Linked DNA regions of Mus musculus: regions 2 and 3 are each linked to region 1. The links are chromatin contacts, called in public Hi-C and HiChIP or PLAC-seq maps. All regions are on one chromosome and are shown on one strand. The core of a region is the stretch at or near the end of the contact, and the rest is flanking DNA. Distances in the headings are between cores, read along the strand shown.

Region 1 (3,505 bases), core at 38-2,537:
CTGGAGAGCTAAACTCAAAGGACACAGTGTTTAACATGAAACATCAGAGATAAATACAGGGCATGCTAGCAAGAAGACTCTCCTCAAGTTTGAAGAAAACTTTGTGCAGGAATTTGCAATGAATGAGATCTGGTCTGAGGCTAAAAAGCACAGAGACTTCTGTGCTATGATTACAGATCTTTTGAGCAGGTTGATATAGAAAAGCAAATTCATTTCCCTAAAAACTCTCTACACTCACTCCTGGAGCTTTAACGGTCCTGTAGAACAAATGCACATGTCCATATATTTAGTTTATTTCTGTTACTCTTCCTGTATCCTGTTTACACCATAGTATGTAAAGCAAATTGTATAGTGGTATATGCAGAGATGAGATTTGAGAATGACAAAAAATACAAAACAATAAAAACAAACAATAGTGAGAGGAAATTGTTTTCCAAAAGTCCAGCCTCCCCGAATAGATTAAAATGAATACCTATTTTGGGCTTGTTTTGAAAAGTGAACCTCTCCCCTTGTACTTACCTTCCCCTGCATGCAGTTTTGCCCTTGGTAACCTTTTTATGGCACAGACTCCTACAGCTGAATCTTCTTTTCCTTTATATTTCTTACCTAGTGTCTGTATATGATGAATCATTGTTTTCCTCAATTTAGGAAGGCAATGTTCTGATGACTGCTACAAGTGTTTACTTAGATTGCCATCCCTCAGTGTACTTTTGAAGGAATCCCTGTACCCATAGATGTGTACATGATCTAAAACCTGTAGCAACTTGCAAGGCTAGTGATGATGGAGAATATGGGACACAGAAGAATTTAAGGCATTCAAATTTTGCTTTTAGTTAATTTTCCTTGTTATATTCATAATAGATCAGTTCATCTTAGTGGCTAGCAATGCAAGATTCGAAGGTGAGGCTATGAACACTATACTGCATGTGTGAGATGCAAACTAAACAGACACCTCTACTATTTTTCCTGACTATTGGAAATACCACCATACAGTTGTCTACCATACATGAAGATCCTGTGTTACTGTTGGAAACACAGACATGTATACATTCATCATGACTTCCTGCCATGAATGTGGGAGACACAGTGTCATAAATTGCATTTCACAGATGTGGTTAAAAACCACACTATTATAAACATGTGGCTGAAATTAAAGTTTTTTTTCTTCAGTGCTTTCTTTATTTCTTTATCTTATCTTGGTCTTGTCTTGTATTGACTCTGTGGCCTGGTTAGGCTCAGTTCTGAATTGTGAGACCATTGTCATATGCTGGGCTAAGCTCCATGGTCCAGATTACTGTGTGTGGGGCCTAAATTCCATTTCAGTGAAGCTAAACGATCATATATCTTTGTTGACTATAGTCTTTTGGGAAAGTGAAATGTAGGGAAGAAACAGGATTTCATTCTTTATCTTTGGAGCTCCAAAGAGTCAACATCCATTTCTGGTGGTGAGGCGTGGGTGTGGAGAACGAATCCATGCTGCTACACTGAAAAGTAAAACAGAAAAGAACTGGATCTATTTTGGAGTCCTAAATAAAATTCTTTGGCTAATAGCATGCTTTTATCTTTGCTTGGCACTTTGTGTTTATTAATCAAATGGGTGGAACTAAAAATTGCGAGGAAGAATGAGTCACTCTCGAGTAATGCTTTTTTACTGTCATTTTAAAGTTGCTAGTTAAAGGCTTTCTCAAGAGTCAGATGAAAATCATCACAGACTGCATGATCGGTTTGTGAGAATTCTGTAGAAAACGCCAGTCCCTGGAGACAGAAGCAGAGTAATATTCTGGTGCTGAAGTTGGAAACGGAGAGTGACTGAAAATGGCATAAGGTTTCCTTGCAGAGACATCAAACTGTTTTACAATTAGATGGTGGTGATGGCTGTATGACAATAAAGTTACTATAACTGAATGGCATGCTTAAAATTAGCAAATGATATGGTATATTAAAAAGATGATTTGAAAAAAAAATAATGAAAACCAAAATAACTCATCAAGCAGTGAATGCCACAGACAGGCAAGCCAGATAGATTCTAACCAAAAAAAATGGAGGATAAAATGCTAGTTTCGACAATAATCTATCCAGGTAAGTAGCAATGTTTAGGTTTTTGTTTTCATGAGCAGATTCTGGACAATTTAGCATCAGCTTTCAGTGTAAAGGGACCTCTAGTCAAGAGCTGTGAGTTATAAATTTGAGTTGTTCTTGACAGTGAAAACAATGCGACAAAACGATCTGGAAATACTTTATTAATACGGTCTAAATGTAATGTATAGCAAAGGTATCTATCACCTAGTTATGAATAAGAATTTGTAGGGCTAGTGAGAGGTCCCAGTGGTAAAAACAAACAAACAAACGAACAAAACAAATAAACAAACAAAGCAAACTTGCTGTATAAGCATGAGAATAGGAGAGTTGATTTCCAGCTCCCGTGTAAGTGCTGAGAAGTTCTCGCAGCCACCTTTCATTCCAGTGCTTGGAAGGTGGAGACAGAAGATCCCTGAATTAAGAGGGTTAGCTAGACTAGCTGAATCAGCAAGCTCTGAGATCAAGGGAGAGACTATGTCTTAATATGTAAGGTGAGGAGTTATTAAAAACCATCCCTCACATCAATCTCTGTCACCCACATACACTCACACACTTGTGCTCACAATATATAAATAAATGTACACACACACACACACAGAGACACATGCCTCAAAATGTATATTCTATTTTCATATACGCAGCATATAATATTTGTTTGTCTTTAAGCAATCACATTATGGTAAGGCTTCATACATAAGCTATTCATGGTGATAAAGTTCTTGGATTGTTCAGGACTGTCAAGGCAGGTAACACTTTGCTACCTCGATTGGTTTTCATGGGTGCCATTGGGCTTGTTCTCTGTGAAGCACTCTGTGCAGACTGGTGATCATGATCTGCCCAAACCTGTAGACCTGTGATCTGAAGTTCTAAAGCACAGTTAGATTGCTTTTTACAAAATGGTTATTTTCTGAGTAGGTGAAATGCATTTGAGGTAATGAAGTTTCTTCTGGGCTTCTGAGTAACTTTAATAGCAATGAATTCAGATGAAGTAGGTCCTTTTCCTACCTTCTGAAGAGGGTAAAGCCATAGAGGTATCAATCTGTGGAAGAAAAAAAATCATAAGTCAGATTTCTATTTATTAAAAGGCAGAGGTTTTATTCCTCAGAGTTTTACTTGAGAAAATAAAATAAAACCAAAGTCCTAGAATGACTACATACATCAAGGATTCAGAGCTTCATCATTGTTCTTAAAAGCAAGTTTGATAGGGTGCACACACTTGCAAGGGTTTTAATGGTAGATAAACAGGATAATGCATAGATGAACACTGGAGAATCTTGATAGAAGAATGTAAGGAAAGATCCCGAGAAAGCCTAGGAATTTTGTGTACTGAACATCAACATAAAACCTGGAGAAAGTTGTGGTAGAGGCTGAGAGTTTGGACTGATGACTTTTAAGATTCACCAGTTTTACAAGTGGTGTGTATGTG
Region 2 (3,736 bases), core at 605-3,104, 270 kb before region 1:
ATATTTTTCTTTGTTTCTATCTCATTTGGCGCTGGAGAGGGGCTTGAACCAATGTATGGTAGGAGTGTGGGGATGAATACATAAAGACAAGAGAGAAGGAGATCATTTTGTGAACCCCTTTAACCAATGGAAATGAATTTAAAGCGAATGCTATGGAGGAGGACCCATGCACTAGATGACGAAAACCGCCTTTGTCTGATTTATGCTGATTTTTTTGGTAAGGTCTTAGAGATGGTTTAAAAATGGCTCAGCAGAATTGCAAGGCCTCCTTTAGTTGTCCCACCCAGAGTAGGGCTGGAGAACTTGAGCTTTATAAAGATATCCGCTTACTAGGGGGTAGGTCTTAGGCAAGTTTAACTACTTTTAAGCCTCGATCCCCTCATCTGAAAAACAGGGTATAATAATAGTATTTCTTTCCTGGGGTGAGATTCAAATCTATTAAATATGGACAACCAGGCTGGCGCAAACAAGCACCATGATGTTGCCTATTTTACCTGCGATTTACATATAATCCTCTGCCAAAGTGAGTTGTATGTGGTACCATGTGTTTGTGCAGGGTTGACTAGCTTAACATTCTCCCTCATCTAAGTGATGACTTAGAATCCATTTCCATTATCAGAGCAAGAAAGTATGTCCAGTGAGACCCTATTCTGGACACACAATGGATAAGACACAATATGCAGTAAATTCATTATTAAAATATGTCTTAAATATCAGAAGAGTATTTAGGAAATCTATGGAGGCAGCTGCCTGGCTTGTCCAGAGGCCATTTCTGCATCGCATGCCAAGTGTACAATGACAGACGTCATGACAGGAGTTTGACACAGGAGTTTGACTCAGGATTTGACTCAGCTGGTTTATATACCCCCTTTGCCTTCACAGATCTTTCTCCCTCAACATTTAACTGTTATTTTTTAAGAGGAAAATCTGAGCCAGTAACCAGGACACCGGAGGAGAGTCAAGGTTGGGCAAACGCGCTCTGTTATTAGCCACCAGCAAAAATGGTATTTTTAAACAAAAGCAATTTTTTAAGTTTCGATTAAGGGACTCAAAAGGATTTTCTAAAATGAATCCTGCTCTGAAGCAGTTCTTCTTCTCCTGCGACTTCACGTCGTTTGGACAAGCCGGTGCTTCGAAATGGTTCTTTTCCTGCTGACGTCACCGCATGGCTGCTTCTTCCTAGCAAGACTTAACTGAGGGTGCCCAGCCCAGGAGCTGCTTACCCTGAAGTGGCAGTGATTTTTTTTTTTCAAAAACAATAAAGCTATCTACACTCAGTCTCTCTTGATTATACTGCAGGAACAACCTGTGTAGGGAAACAATATCCTGGATCCTGCTGAAGGCTCACACAGATGGAACATCAGTGGGAGGAGCTGCCAGCGACTTCCCTGCCAACTTGTTAGTGCTGGAGACATTATCCTCTTGTTTTGCCAGTTTAATAGAGGATCAGTCGTAAAAATTCTCTGTGGGCTCAGCAACATAATTATTATCTATGGTCTCTGCATTAACTGTGAGGAAACATCGTGGTCTGAGTCTGCCTCATTTTAAATGCCGAGCTGTGCCCACATTTATCCCACAACCAACCTGAAAAATGCAACATCCCCTGAGCACAGCTATGCCTGTCATCATGGCGGATGCTAAGTATGTGCTTGCCTATGTCCTGCCGTTTAACAGTCAGTGCGCTCCTGCGGTGCTTGCCTCCTTTCCCCTGACCTTTTCCGACATCAGTGCCCTTGCGATTGAAAATTATTAAGCAGGGAAAAAAAAAATCTGTGTCACATTTAGTTCTGGTACTCAGTCCAGAAGAGCCAAGCCCCTGCAAATTTGGAAAACAAACTCCTTAACAGATGGGCCGCATAAAGTTTACAACATGTGCGGTGTGGGAGGTAGTATGACTCTAGGCGAGAAACAGAAGACTAGAAATTTGGGAGCGCAGAGTTTTTGAATTTGCTCTTGTTTCCTTTGGTTCTAGCAGATCACATAAGCTTATGCCCTTCAGTTCTCTCACATTACCTGATACCTTAACCTTATAAGCAAGTGAGTAATAAGAAATCAGGAAACGTTGTTTTTCTTAATAGGAAGCAGGAGCACATTGCTTCTTGTTATTGCCAGGACTGTGCACAACTGGTATCAATCTGCTAATAAAAACGGGGCTGCAGGATTTAGAAAAATCCCGTGTTGCAATTTTAAATTTGAAAAAACAGTTCTCTTTCACAGAGAACAGGTGTCTTTGGTCTATAAACGGCAAATATTAAGGCACCACAGAAAAGAAGTTGACCTGTCTTGAAAGAAAAGAATCATTGAAAAATTGTTGGTTGATGACTTCCAAATAGGCATGGCAGCATGTCTTGCAAGTGATCTCTGGAAGCTAAAGGTGTTAGAAATCATTTGAACTAAAGTGGTGTGATATGAACTTGATTATTGTGTGACAGGCAAGGGTGCTGAAACATGGATGGTCTTTGGTATTATTCCGGGTTATTTATTTAAGGACACAAATGTCTCAGCCACACCACAGGCCTACTGATTGGAAACAATGACAAGCAAACCTAGGGACTCTGTGCTTTGCAAAGTCCTTAAGCTGATACCAATGGCTAATCACAGTTGGTCTCTGTCATAATTTCTAAAACTATGTGAAGCAACAACAACAATTTGGTCATATAGATTATGACTGAAATTCCAAAGCCAAAGACAGAAATACAGGTGTTATCTTTTAAGAAGACATGAGAGGATGGGAGACAGAAAGTGTAAGGTCGGGAAGAGGGGTCCATGGTTCAGTCACAAGAAGGCCGGACAGGAAGCAATTGAGAGGAAAAGGCCTTCTGAAGGTGAGCAGGAGAGAAATTCAGAAGTGAAGGTTTGCAGATAGCGGCAAGGACAGTGTGGGTGCTTCCCTGCTGAACTGGTCTCAAAATTTGCTTTTAGTTTGACACTGCCTCCATTCAGTCAGAGAACATGTGATAGTTTGAATGAGATTATCCTCCATTGGGACATTTATTTGAAAGCTTGGTTCCTAATGGGGAGAACTGCTTGGAAAGGATTGGAAGGTGTGGCGTTGTTGAAGGAGGTGTGTCACTGGGGTGTTCTTTGAGGTTACAAAGCCCATGGTATTCCTAGGTAGTTCTCTGGCTCTTTCTCTGATTCATGTTTATGGATCAGATGAAAGTTCTCCTCTGCTGCTTCATTGCCAGGCCTGAGCTGTCTGGTGCCACGTTCCCCACCCCATCATGGACTCACCCTCTGAAACTGTAAGCACCAATAAATTCTGTCTTCTATAAGTTGGCTTGGTCACAGTGACTAACTAAGACAGTGTATTTTGAAAATTGAGCTGTATCCATGATGCTGGCCTCTCTGCAGCACCCAGGGAAGCACTTGAAGGATGCAGGATCAAACACATCCAGCACTGTCTCTGTAAATTGGTTTCTGCATACCTCTTATGAAACACGTTCTCCGACTGGACTGATTGCTAACTTTTTAAAAGTATAGTAACCTTATGTTGCTCTTGGAAGCACCAACTTCATACCCATGCAGTCTTCATACACGTTTCTCACTCCCATAAAATTCTGCCCTCCAACTATCTGCATTCAATTTGTGTTTTTAACTTAGGCCAGCAGTTCTCCACCTGTGGGTTGTGACCCCTAAGGGAAGTCAAATAACCCTACAGAGGTCACATATGAGATATCCTGCATATCAGATATTTACATTACAATTTATAACAGTAGCAAAATTACAGTGATCA
Region 3 (3,938 bases), core at 1,408-3,907, 300 kb before region 1:
CCTGTCCTGTTTCTTCTTGGTCATGATGTTTTGTTCAAGAATTGAAACCCTAAGACACATATCTAGTCTTCCTAGCACATAGTAGGTACTTTTGATAGATGCTCTTAAAACTCTGAGCACCCACTATTGACTATCCTTTATACCATTTCCAGTTTGATCATTCACATTTCTCATAGCAATGTATTCCTTTCAAAAACACAGCTAATATAGATTCTGCCCCTCCTCAGAATATTCCTCACTAGCTTCTCTCAGATTCACAGACAGAAGAGTCCCCATTACTGTTAATCTGATTAATGACCTCCACAGACAGTAGGAAACTGATGTGTGGGAGACATCATAGATTCTGATTTGTTGTTTCTTCTGCAAAATGGCTGCTCCCAGTCAGATTCAAAAAAGGAGTTTCTGGGCTTTATCTGGAAATGTGCATTTCTGAGAGTGTATCTACCCTAAGCAGTAGTTACCAGATTCGGCTACTCAAGGCAGTGGGTATTGTATATGCCCCATCTAAGGAGACATTGATGAGGCTTAGAGTTCTTCCTGCATCATTAACATGAATTTCAAATGCTGCAGGCTTCAGGCAGGTAACTTTTAAGGAATTTTAGAGATAACATTTTGTTTCTAGAGGAAAAACAAGATTAATTTATCAATCCCACATTCTAATTCATACATGGAAAATGAGCAGATGTCATTGTAACATGATGAATTCTGAAAGTGAAACAGACTCAGGAGAAAAATTACAAGTGGGTAAAAATATTTCAATTAATGCCAAAGGAAATGATTAGAGAAGAGTCCCTTTGGGAATCCCAGAAAGATGCTGGATATTAACACAATGTTGTCATATTAGTATTCCCTGGAGTGCCAAAATGTTTGTCTCATTAAGTTGGAGTTGTAGTTCTACCTATTTGCTTTAACAAATATTTGTCAGTTTAATAATATCCTTCAGTTGCATGTTAGTGCACTAAGAATAAGCATCATTTTTTTTTAGCACTTTGTAGGTAATGAATTTGCTTTTGCCCCGGTGAAGAATCAGGAAGGGGATATGCAAAACTATTTTTTTTTTCCTGAAAGCATCCATACAATAGAAGCTGAAGAACAGCTGGGACTCCTCCCATCTGTGCTGTATCAGGATTTCACTAGGTTTAGACTTTCCTCTCTTTTCCCCTCAGTGCCTTTCAGATATGTAAAACTGCTTCGAAGGCGTTCACTTAATGGAAATAAAGCTTCTTAAAAGCTGTGACTGGGAAATCGGGGTCTCTTGAAAAATCACAAGAAACGTTGCTTAGTACGAATTAGTTTGGGTTGGCTAGGTTATAGTGCAATGAGGAATGTCATACCCTTACACACGTAAGGTTTCTCAATGATTGGCTAGGGTCTTTAGGTTCCCTTGTCATTATTGGCCACACTTGGTGATTCTTTTTATATCCAGAATATTACCGTTAAGTAGAAGTGAAACAAAGGAGCTTATGGAAGCATTCAGAGTGTTTAATAAACCTTCTGCTTGGAAATGACTCTCATAATACGCATTCGTTGGCCAAAGGGAATCATATGGACACAGTTGACCTCATTATGATGCAATGGGAAGGGGTATGGAAATAAGTCATCTTATAGTCCTTATGCTCCAGGTACTTACAAGAATTTCATTCATTATATAGTCTAAATATAGCATCAAATGTAATTACCAAGATACATTTATTAATTTTTACTCTGTGCTAATATAGGTGGCCTTGATTTATGAAAATGGATACAGATGGTGCCTGATTTCCAATGGTTTGTCATGTTGTCTTTCAACTCCATGAGGGTAGGAGGTAATATGCATTTGTTAAAAAGAATGCCTTGAATTTTGATCTTTACTTGAGCTAGCAATATATAGTACTACACTCTCTTAGAGTACTATATCTCTTGATAGATGGTGACAGGGAACTTCATCTCCCGATAGCTGTGCAGTCATAAGGAGAAACCACTGATAAACTGTAATGCACTATGTTGCTGACCCAGCTATACTGAAAGCACTTGAGAGGGTGAGGGAGGAAGGGATCAATTGTAAGAGAATAGGGCATTTTATAAACAAACACTCAAGTCAATTGGGTAACGTTTCTATGTATGAAAATATATCTTATGAGTATGTCTGAGTGTCAGAAAAAGACTAGTCAGATTTATTGAGAACCTGATAAGTTGGCCTTCACTATTTCTCTTAAAATTGACATTCCCTCTCTCCGTTTATCCCTCCACAGACAATCAGACATCATTCCCTGCTCTTTCCAGGAAGTGGTAAGCTTTTCAGCAGTCTGCAACCAGTATAATCCTGCTTCTAATTTTAGGGGTTTAAATCCTGGCTTCAAAGGTCCTCAGGCAGTAGACTGAGGAGATTGCAGGGAGTGGAGAGGATTAGCCTTGGGTAGCTGCATGACAAAGCTGTCTCTTCATTCCAGATAAGAGCGAGAGAGGCTGCGATGGATGATTCCTTTCACATACATCTGTCTTCCAGACCTCTTCATGAACTCAAAGGGCTGAAAATGACTCCCTGACAGTACACCCACTTTTGCATTCTACCGCTTCCTTTCATTTCTGTGCTGGAATGTGAACGGGGTGGGGAATGGGGTCTAATCTTGTGTCCTGATGCACAGTGAAATTTCACCACTGGGATTTTCATCATGGTGTGTCATCATGCAGTCACACCCAGTGACACATCCAGCCACTCCACCCCACCCAGTGGGTGGGAGAATAGCTCCCATATCCTTTCACACTTTGAGGAAAGACCTCAACATTTTTTTTTTTTTTTTTTTACACTGCATACTGGGATGACTCACAGAAGATGTTTTTATCAGCATCCTTCAACTGAGGCACCCTGAGTTTGTGTACTTGAAGTCTGAATGCAAGTCGCTGTGTGCTTTGACAGAAACGCAAGCCCCCTCCTTGAGTGTTGGATTACGTGTGTTTACACTAGTCCTCCCTTGGGATTTCTTTTTTGGGATACTGATTTGGTAAGGAGGAAAATGGCCTTAATTATTTCCTCTCTAAAACTCTGTTAGGCACCTGCATTGAATACAGGTGTTTTGTATTTAATTTACTTAAAGAAACAAAGGGACCAGCAACCAGTACTATTGCCATTTTTTTTCTATTAACTTTATTAAGATGAGAAAGCATGTTTTTGTGGTCTCAAGTAGTGAGAGCAAAAAAAAAATTCCCTTAATATCTACAAAGCTTAATATTCTCTCTCTCTCTCTCTCTCTCTCTCTCTCTCTCTCTCTCTCTCCCTCCTGTCTGTCTCTGTTTTCCTCTCTTTCCTCCCTCAAATTGTTTGTTGTCTATAGCTTTTTCTATAGAGATGGCCCCTGTGAGGTTTCTCCCATCTACGCAAGGATGCCGACTCTTGTTGAAATGTTCAGGTCCTGTTTAGGCAATCATGTTGTTGAGATCTCATAGATATTTTCCCGTCATAGTGAATGTTATCCAATAAAGTGGTCAGCTCAAGACACATATCCATGCAAGGAACACTGCACGGACTCATCAGTGTGTGTGTGTGTGTGTGTGTGTGTGTGTGTGTGTGTGTGTGTGTGTGTATTAACAATGGTTAAAGAACAAGAAGTTGTGAATTAAGAAAGGAGGTTGAACATAGGAGGAGTAGGAGAAAGAAAGTTGTAATGAGATTTATAAAAGACTCTTTTTTTAATGTCTAAAGTAAACACTCACAAGCACATACACTCGCTAAAAGCTCCTGAGGCCAGCAAAGGCTTACAGAGTGAGGGCATCTCACAATGAAATGAAAGCTTAAATCTAAACACTCTAACACTGCATGTGTTCATCTTCCACAGGACATTATACCATGTTAGGACAATGTGTTTAGCTGTCTTTCCTCTGACAAGATAGAGTACAACTCACGAAAGTACGAGAGGGGGTTACTATGTTGTCTTAATTATATCTTTATACACATTAGATGA

The links. Hi-C and Micro-C count contacts between places; a contact is called where the count stands out from the background. HiChIP or PLAC-seq counts read pairs in DNA pulled down with a chosen protein or histone mark.
Region 2: a Hi-C map of uterus shows a contact between it and region 1, with 5 times the contacts expected there. The contact joins two enhancer-like sites. A contact is called at or near these places in 8 of 484 Hi-C or Micro-C datasets (cerebral cortex, forebrain, uterus and 1 more) and 1 of 115 datasets of contacts at active chromatin or transcription factors (neural progenitor cells).
Region 3: a contact with region 1 is called in a FOXA1 HiChIP or PLAC-seq map of pancreatic cancer cells. The contact joins two enhancer-like sites. A contact is called at or near these places in 1 of 15 datasets of contacts at CTCF or cohesin (the NIH/3T3 cell line), 1 of 484 Hi-C or Micro-C datasets (cerebral cortex) and 1 of 115 datasets of contacts at active chromatin or transcription factors (pancreatic cancer cells).

What each region holds. Positions count from the first base shown.
Region 1 is chr10:98,211,168-98,214,672 of GRCm38.p6, reverse strand. No RefSeq gene overlaps it. Among named protein-coding and RNA genes, the nearest start is that of Gm8633, 140 kb to the left of the region's middle. Within about 2 kb of position 1,287, at least 16 of the 459 cell types and tissues checked have an H3K27ac peak or open chromatin away from gene starts, as enhancers often do. A contact at or near this core is called in the NIH/3T3 cell line, pancreatic cancer cells and uterus, where this site is marked.
Region 2 is chr10:98,484,054-98,487,789 of GRCm38.p6, reverse strand. No RefSeq gene overlaps it. Among named protein-coding and RNA genes, the nearest start is that of Gm34297, 52 kb to the left of the region's middle. Within about 2 kb of position 1,854, at least 31 of the 459 cell types and tissues checked have an H3K27ac peak or open chromatin away from gene starts, as enhancers often do. A contact at or near this core is called in uterus, where this site is marked.
Region 3 is chr10:98,507,395-98,511,332 of GRCm38.p6, reverse strand. No RefSeq gene overlaps it. Among named protein-coding and RNA genes, the nearest start is that of Gm34297, 28 kb to the left of the region's middle. Within about 2 kb of position 2,657, at least 61 of the 459 cell types and tissues checked have an H3K27ac peak or open chromatin away from gene starts, as enhancers often do. A contact at or near this core is called in the NIH/3T3 cell line and pancreatic cancer cells, where this site is marked.